Regions from separate parts of the Mus musculus genome. Here region 1 is linked to region 2. The links are chromatin contacts, called in public Hi-C maps. All regions are on one chromosome and are shown on one strand. Each heading gives the region's core, a stretch centred on a gene start, on an enhancer-like site or on the middle of the called end of the contact. The rest is flanking DNA. Distances are from core to core; before and after follow the strand shown.

The links. Hi-C and Micro-C count contacts between places; a contact is called where the count stands out from the background.
Region 1: a contact with region 2 is called in a Hi-C map of cerebellum, with 2.2 times the contacts expected there. The contact joins two enhancer-like sites. A contact is called at or near these places in 3 of 484 Hi-C or Micro-C datasets (cerebellar granule neurons, cerebellum and nephron progenitors).

Annotation. Positions count from the first base shown.
Region 1 is chr4:33,883,996-33,888,394 of GRCm38.p6, forward strand. No RefSeq gene overlaps it. Among named protein-coding and RNA genes, the nearest start is that of Gm33105, 18 kb to the right of the region's middle. Within about 2 kb of position 2,271, at least 3 of the 459 cell types and tissues checked have an H3K27ac peak or open chromatin away from gene starts, as enhancers often do. A contact at or near this core is called in cerebellum, where this site is marked.
Region 2 is chr4:33,637,808-33,642,330 of GRCm38.p6, forward strand. No RefSeq gene overlaps it. Among named protein-coding and RNA genes, the nearest start is that of Gm32955, 37 kb to the left of the region's middle. Within about 2 kb of position 3,199, at least 8 of the 459 cell types and tissues checked have an H3K27ac peak or open chromatin away from gene starts, as enhancers often do. A contact at or near this core is called in cerebellum, where this site is marked.

The sequences.
Region 1 (4,399 bases), core at 1,021-3,520, 250 kb after region 2:
GAATGAATTAGGGGATCTGGCTCTGAGCTCTATAACCACTGGACTCAGTGTCTGTTTTGGGTGTGACAGTGCCCTGATTGATTCTTCCTTCCTGGAATAAGAAAGCATGTAATTTTATTTTTGATTTTACAGGAGTCCACAGTTCAAAGACTGAACTTTTAAAAAGACTTTGGGCATTTTAGAGAGACATTGGAGAGACTGAGACTTTAAACTTTGAAGGGGACTTTGGATATTTTAAAGAGACTGAACTTTTAAAGTGTTTAGATTTTTAAAGACTGTGGGACTTTTAAAAGTTGGAATCTTTTAAATAAAGTTTAATATTATTTTGATATTAATATGGGATCTTGGAGCTCAATGAAAAAGGAATATGAAAAAAGGAGATAAGTAGTAATGTAATTATATGTCAACTTGACAAAAGCTAGAATCATTTGAGAGGTGGGAACTGCAATTGAGAAAATGCCCTCACTGGATTAACCTGGGGGCAAGCCTTTGGAGCATTGTTTTGATTGATTGTTTATATGGGAAGTCCCATCTTGCTGTGAGAAGTGCTTCTCCTAAGCTGGTAGCCTAGGTGCTATAAGAAAACAGGCAGCAGGTTGAGCGAGCCAGTAAGCAGCACTCCTCCATGATCTTGGCTTCATAACGGCTTCACTTATGACTTGCATGTTCCTGCCATGAGTTGCTGCTCCGATTTCCTTCAGTGATGGAGTCTGGCCTGAGAGCAATAAGCAGAAATAAACCCTTTCTCCCCATGGTGCTTTTGGTCCTGCATATTTTATCACAGCAAGAGCAACCCTAAGACACAGAGCCTTTTGAGCACCCTCCTCCTCCCTCTAAGAGGGAATGTTTCAGTTCAGATGACAGATCTACACAACACATACAAATAAGGCTTGTTTTAATAACAAACACCCTTCTAAGGACCTTTGAGGGAAATCCAATAGCCAACCTGTTACAAGGCTGCTTAAAAATTTGTCATTTTCAGGCTTCTATTGTGGACACTTTCTAGTATTTTTTGACATTCCAATAATTTTGTAACGATATATAAATCAACTTAAAAAATAAAATTGTGTGTGGGTTTCCTGTTAGTACAAATGAAATATTTACGTTAATTAACTCAGGAAGAGAAAAGTTGCTGAACAAGACAGTGCTGTTGTATATAGGCATTCACAGAAGCCGTGGCTGAATGCCCAAGACCCATACAAGATCAAGTCAATCAAAGTCCCAGCATGACAAGAGGTAGGGTCATAAACCCCACCTGTAGCCAAGAGCTAGTGAAAGCAGACTGTGGCTGGGGAAAGGAGAGTCAGTTGTATTCAAGGGTGCAGACCCTGAAAAACTACCCCTGCTTTAGTAGAGTCCTACTACAGTCATGCACATATAGGCTTCCTTAAGCTCATTCAGTAGGGGTGGGGTGGGAGGGTACATGAAGTTGGGAGGAAAGGGGGGTGTAGAATGAAGGGGTGTGCTTGATCAAACGTATTACAGTCATGTATGAAATTCTCAAACAATAGAAAAAAGAAACTGTTCATTTTAATTTTCACTGAAGTTGATTTTGGCCTATGATTGATTACCATGTAGCTTCATGCCTACAGTAAGGCAGCATTTCATAGCAGCAGTACTTTTTGGAGCAACACTGACTTTATCAGGAGACAGTAAACAAGAAGGAAATGGTCAAGGTCCTATCACATCCTTTGAGAGGACATCCTCAAAGATGTTGAAGCCAGCCTATGAGGGGACATTCAATATACAATTGATAGCATAGGGTTAGTCAAAAGTCTGTAATCTTACAGGTTATATTGTAAACACTTGTCAGGATTTTTATGTACTTCATAAACATAAAGTATTATAGAAAATTTTCATATATTCAACAGTCATATAGGCATTAACCCGTGCTAGGAATCCATGATAAAATTTGCTCTATGCATGAGAACCAGTTATCTCTCTACACAGTTTAAGTTCCAAGGCTTTCCTGGAGTGTGTTTCCCTTCAGGCCAAGGTGAACTGTCAGGTCTGTAAGCCTTTGTGTAATCAGCGCTCCACTGAGTGTACCAGAGTCTGTCACAACAGGAAATGACCAGACCGTGAATACAGATGATGACTGCTGAGTCTCAGAAGTTAGTTTAAGCAAGTGATTCTTCTGGCACAATACCCATTAGCAGCAGAGAGAAGCCACCATGAGCTGTAACCTCTGTCCGGATTCCTCCATGGATGGTTACTGATGGACTCAAATGAGTCACATGATCCTCTCAGTAGGCAGCATTGTCCTTCTGCCAACCTCCCTGTGGAAGCTCAGTCAATATTAATTGAATGAGTGAATGAACTGACATGAAGTATGTGGTAGGTGATGTGGAAAGACTTGCCCATGGTGGTCATATGGGCCTCCTGGCATACAATCAATAGAATTTGGATGTTGTTATTTTGCCTAGCTGGTGGCCAAGACAATGGCTTTGCAATGACAGCGCTTCCACATTCAAAAAATATCTTTAGTATATTTTCTGCCAACACTTTTTTGACTTGACATTAAATAGGGATACAGAGTTTCTTTGTATAGAAAATGAAGGCCCTACTCTGCTACCCAGACATAAACTTCCAAGGACTGCCTGAGAATTTGGTGTGTATGTATGTGTGTGTGTGTGTGTGTGTGTGTGTGTGTGTGTGTGTGTGTGTGTGTATATATATATATATATATATATATATATATATATATATATAATTTTGAGATTATAATATAATTACATCATTGTCTTTCCCATCTCTTCCTCCAAACCCTCCCACATATCCCTCCTTCTTCTCTTTCAATTTGAAGGCCTTTTCCCATTAATTGCTGTTATATACATATTTGTGTGTATATATAAAATACATAAATGTAACCAGCTCATTCTGTATAACATTATTTGTGTATTCTATACACAAATGTTCACAGGGCTGACTTTTGGTTTTGAATAACCACTTGATGTGCTCTTTTCTGAGGAAGACTATTTCTCCTGATCTCAGCATTCCTTGGTTGCCTGCAGTTCTCTGTGTAGGTTGAGAACTCCTGAGCTTCCTTCCTTCCTTCCTTCCTTCCACTTTAGCATGTCTACTGGTGTCCTCCTTATTCAACTCTGTTTCATACTGGTAGACTTAGTAGGACATACAGTCTCACTCCCTGTTCCTCTGGCTCTTAAAATCTTTCTATGTCCTCTTCCATAATGATGTCTGAACCTTAGATGAAGGAGTTGGGTTGTAGATGCATCAGTTGGTACTGGTGTCCACAACTCTGCATTTTGGTTGGCTCTGTTTTCTGTAATTTGTGACAAAGAGAAGTCTCTATGATGCTACATTTATCTGTGTGTATAAGAACAAATACTTAGCATATAGTTAGGGATTGTGCTAGCTTAGTACAGTGGGAGTTGTAGGTTTTCCTCCGAGATCCGTGACTTCTCTATCCCTGGATAGTTACCTAAGTTTTCAGTACCAGCTATGATCTTTTTCCTGTTGAGTAGGTCGTAAGGTCAATTAGAGAGCTGTTGGTTACCACAAGGTCTGGGTGCCACTACTGTATCCTTAATGTGTCAAACAATGTTGGCTGTGGTTCATACATGTCATACCTGAGTAGGCCTGTTGGTTGTTTTTCCCTCTCAGAAGCTTGCATGGTGCCTTATGGTACATGAATGCTAGTCCTCAGGAGGAGGCTTTCAAGTTAATTCCAGCTCAGTGGCCCCTAGTCCCTGTGTCTGATGTGCATGATATCTTCAGTAATAGAGACTTACCTTTCACTTTGATGGTGGTGGTGGTGGTGGTGGTGGGGAAAGGGCAACCAAGAACAAGAACAATGGACTGTATGTTTCAGGAGTCTCTTGGACAGCCCTGGCCAACAGCTCAAAAGATGGTTTCTCATGCCTGATATGGAAATTTTGTTAGGTAGTCTTTGGCTCTCAGAGGGAGCATTGTCAGCCCAGATGGGAAAATTGCTTTTAAACTAAGTATGTGTATTTATACACTGACCTATGTGTATTATAGACAGTTTTAGCTAATTAATAGTTTTTATGACTTTAAGACATTCTCCTTGCTTTGATATTTATCTCCATTCTCCTCCTTTCTCAAAGAGAATTGGAACCTTTCTTTTTATTTTCCGTGGTATTCATTTCAGTTTTCAAAACAATAGTAGTTACTTTTCCATTATTTTTTTTGTATGATATGCTTACCTAAGTTGTTTTATTAGAGTAAGTATGACTACACCAATCCATCTGGTGAGTGAACACCATTCATTCAATAACCCTTGGTCAACAACCACAGATGAAAACAGAAGAGAAAGAGATACACTGGAAGCAGGGAACCTTCAGAATGTGTAGCTCCTCAGCATGTCATGTGGCAGGAATAAGATGATTTGTAAAGAGCTAGAGAGATGGCTCAGAAG
Region 2 (4,523 bases), core at 1,949-4,448:
GCTGTTTAAATCCACGTGCAATGATAACCCAAGATTATTTAACCAGGCATTTTCTTCATTGTTACTGGGATAAGCACTTCTATCTTCACATGTCTCCTTCATGAAAGCTGGCTAACTCAACCACTGAGCAGAGTACATGTGTTTGTTATGTTCATGGAAACATGGACAGAGGGACTAGACTTCAGCATCTGGCAGTTTTCCTGAATAATAACCACAGCAATTCATTAAAGTGGCTTCACTTTGGAAACCTGTTTTTTTTGTTTGTTTTGTTTTGTTTTTCAAAACAGGGTTTCTCTGTATAGCCCTGGCTATCCTGGAGCTTACTCTGTAGACCAGGCTGGCCTTGAACTCAGAAATCCGCCTGCCTCTGCCTTCCAAGTGCTGGGATTAAAGGCCTGTGCCACCATAAACCTTTTGAGAGAGGTGCTAGCTAAGAAACAAACTTGAAGAAAGCTGTGCCTAAGTGTCCTAAAATGTCCTCCAGGATTCACCTCCGCTCTCGGGTTTGTTAGACTCCTTCAGAGCTTCCCACCACCCCTGCTGCTTCTGTAGGCCCCGAGGCTCTGAGTTAGGAGGAGCTGGGAGAGGCAGGACAGCCTGAGGTGGAAGGCTTAGCTGAGCTGGAAATAATTGATTAGTCAGGGAATAACATTAAAAATATCATGATGATAATGCTCCCATTAGCAGGTTTGCTGTTCTACATAGAGCCAGAAATAGATTGAAACTCGGGTCACATAAGGACCTCCGAGTTCCCTCAAGGAAAGCAGTGGGAGAGAGGACTCCCTTCATTCTTAGGAGCTACAGAGTCCTTTCCCTGCAGATCATCAGCACAGGGCCCACATGCTCCAGGAAATGCTCAAACCACTGAGTCAGACCTCAGAGAAAATTGTCAGCATAGTGGGAGCCTTGTAGTTTAGGATCTGACCATAGCCTCAGGACCAGCTCCTCACTGCCCACTGCATCTTTCTCTAACACTTTTACTAGAAATAATCAGGAATAAAACTTAACAACAAAAAAAGATTTTGCTGATGAAAACTGAACATTTTTTCATTAAAAAAATCACAGAAAATTTTAAATAAACAAAAATTGAAAGACCACTCGTTACGAGGGCTTGTGATAACCACTATTGATACAAAGTTAGAACATGTGGCTTGCCCTGCCCTTGAACGATATCTAAGTCTGTGTGATGTATGGTTTGTATATTCTTGGACCAGGGAGTGGCACCATTTTGAGGTGTGGCCTTGTTGGAATAGGTGTGATTTGGTTGGAGTAGGTGTGTTACTGTGGGTGGGGGCTTAAGACCCTCACCCTAGCTGCCTGGAAGTCAGTTTTTCACTAGCATCCTTTGGATGGAGACATAGAACTCTCACCTCTGCCTGTGCCATGCCTGCCTGGATGCTGCCATGCTCCCACCTTGATGATAATGGACTGAACCTCTGAACCTGTAAGGCAGCCCCAATTAAATGTTGTTTTTTATAAGACTCGCCTTGGTCATGGTGTCTGTTCACAGCAGTAAAACCCTAACTAAGACAGACTGTTCCTGCTACTATTTGTTATTACCTTAGTCTGAATTACTTAGAAACATGAGTCTTCTATCCTTAAAGTTACAGAGGCTGGGAAGTTTAATGTGAAAGTGCTGGCAGATTTGGTATCAGCTTATATGGTGTGTCTTGCTGCATCTTTACATGGTACATGAACCAGGATGCTCTCTGGACTACCTGCTTGCCAGGCCCCTGTGTGCATGTACTTTGGATGTCAAACCCAGGACTTCATGCACACTATGTAATTGTCTATCACTGAGCTCTGTGCTGTCTGAAATCTCTTGTAATGGTGTTACTTCCCACCAGAGAGGGCAGCAACCTATGGTAATGAGGCTTAAATTCCATATGCATTTCATAGAGACATGACCGCTCAAGTCAGAGCAAATGGTGTGTTCTAGTTTGTAGCCTCCTTCAGATGCAGAGGTCCAATGTATCTTTCCACAGGACTTTTCTAAAGTCACAGCAGCTGCTCTCTTCCTTGCTCAAGTATAGTGTTAAGATGGAGGCATGGGAACCAGGCACCTGCAAGTTCAAATGACAACAGCAAGGTCTGATGTATGGCCTGAATTTGCAGCGCAGCTGGGGGGGTGGGGGGTGGGCTGGTCCTGGCTTCTCACTGGTGCAAGTTCAGCCCTTTGGATTGCCTTGCCTGGGGAAGGTTGCAGTGGGCAGCCAGAGGCACTTTCCCAAGAGGGCTCAGGGTGACAAGGGACGGAAAGAAGTCAGAGTCTATACCAACATGGTCTCTTTGCCATCTCTACAAGGTGAGATCTCTACAATCTGGAGACCCTCACTGTGGTGTCACCTGGCAGTCAGGGCACCTCTGCCATGAAGAGTGACAGAAAGGGGTGTGGGAGGAGACTGGAGGACCCCAGTGGTGTCTCTATGCATAGACACAGGAGTGGGGCATGTTCTTGTAAGCAGCGGGGCTCAGTTTCCTCTTCCGAGTTCTTGCCTGGTTTGTTTTGTTTTGTTTTGTTTTTTCTTCTACTTGCCTCCTCCACCAATGGATGGCAGTAACTACATGCAAAAATAAATTGGGAAAATTGAATTTGGTCTAGTCTGGACTGGGCCTTGGAGAGTGTACGGGGCTTGACTTTCCCTGGAGGCTCTGTCAGGAAGGCCTGGGATCTGGCCTTGTTCTTGCAATCAAGACAGATCCCTAAGCTCAGAGACCAGAATTGGGCTTGGGGTAGAGGTGGCTTGTGGTGAGTGCTTCACAAGGCTGTTTCCAAGGATGCATACGCTGTCGTCTCTATGAGGAAGAACAAAAGGATGTATTCTTTTCTGGCTTTAGTACCAGTTTTTTTTTTTTTTTTTTTTTTTCTGTGTGTGTGTGTGTGTGTGTGTGTGTGTGTGTGTGTGTGCAGGCACATACTCACCAGGGTGTGGGTAATTTAAAGCTGGCTTCTAGAGAGCTTAGAGGGCCATGTGCCTGCTTTGCCTGGTGTGTTGGAGCTCTCTCTCTCCCTAGAATCTGACTTTCCTTTTCTCACACACAGCTTTTATTTCTTTGTTCTCTCTGTGTCCTTGTAAGGGGCCTTCTGCTCTTCTTAGAACCAAGCCGAATATAAATACGCAAGTAAATATAGTACACACCTGGCCCACTGAGCCTCTGGGTCCAGGTCACGCTCCACTGCTTGGCTTTTTGGTTCAGTCAGAGCTGTAACGGAGGCTCCGTCCTTGCACTGTCTTGGCGCCACTCCCTCTGATCAGGGAGTCTTGTCATCATTGGCTCGTTGCTTCGGCCTGGTTCCCAACCTTTTACTGCCTGACAGCAATGCCATGTGCTCCATGCCTCTGCTGCCCTCCTCTCTCTCTGAGTTTGTTCTTCTGTGGTCCAGGCTCTCTGAATCCCTCGAGCTTTAACTTGTATTTATGGACATGTTGCCTAGCCTGCTGCCAGCCTTGTGTGCCACTTTAGAGTCCAGCGGAGGTAATGTGGTGTGCTGTTTGGATGTGGGCGGCTGGAATTGTTCGTCTACCTCCTTGTACCTTCTCCCTCTTCACATGCGTTTTCATGCATTCTCTTAGCATCTGCCATCATGAGGATGCTAAATGAGATGCTGTCGGGAGTCGCATTCCTAGGGTGGAAGCACATAGGCCCATAACTGTCAACGTTGTGTGCTTGGCCTCTCATACAAAGGTAGCCCCTTCTTAGAACTCTCTCCCAGGATATTCTAGGTTATCTCTTTCTGTCTATTCATCTATCAGACAGTTTTATTGGCATTTTGCTTTTTAGAAACTTGCTTTCATTTCTTGTTCACGGATGAATCCACATTTCTGTACTCTCTCTTGATGTGGTTCATTTATCTTTATATTTGAAAAGCAGTAACCATGGAGCTGGTGTGTGTGTGTGTGTGTGTGTGTGTCCATTGGTAAGGGTGCCTACCTCCACTGATGTCTTCAGTTGGATTCCCACATGGTGGAGAGAACTGATTCCCACAAGTGTCCTCTGGCCTTCATATACAAATTAAATGAATAAATCTTAATATTTTTCTTTTAAAAATGAATGGTAGCTTCATAACTTGAACAATAGATGAACTAAACCAAATCCATGACAGGAAACTTAGGCTAAAGCTCTGGATACTTTAGTGCTAGCTGCTGTATCTTCTGTGAGCCTCTGCACACTCTCATATCCCTAAGTCCCCAGCCCATTTCACTACCCTCCCCCCTTCCTCCCACCATGCTCTCTAACTAAGTGCCCTTCAGCACTAGACTCTGCCCTTGCTCTGTCTATTTCGCAGGGCACAGGGCTGAGGGCTTCTGAAAAGGGGCACGCCACATTTACATTTTGGCGGAGAGAGGTCTCGACATTCACAGCAGGCAGATACGCCTGCCTGTCTTGCCACCACGAGTCAAGAGTCTCTGCCAGCATTTTCAGCTGACAGGGTAGCATGACAGACAGATGGAAACCTCCACACATGTCCAGTGATGGTGCCTCCCAGACAAGGAGAATTGAATGAATTCTCTCGTGGCAGC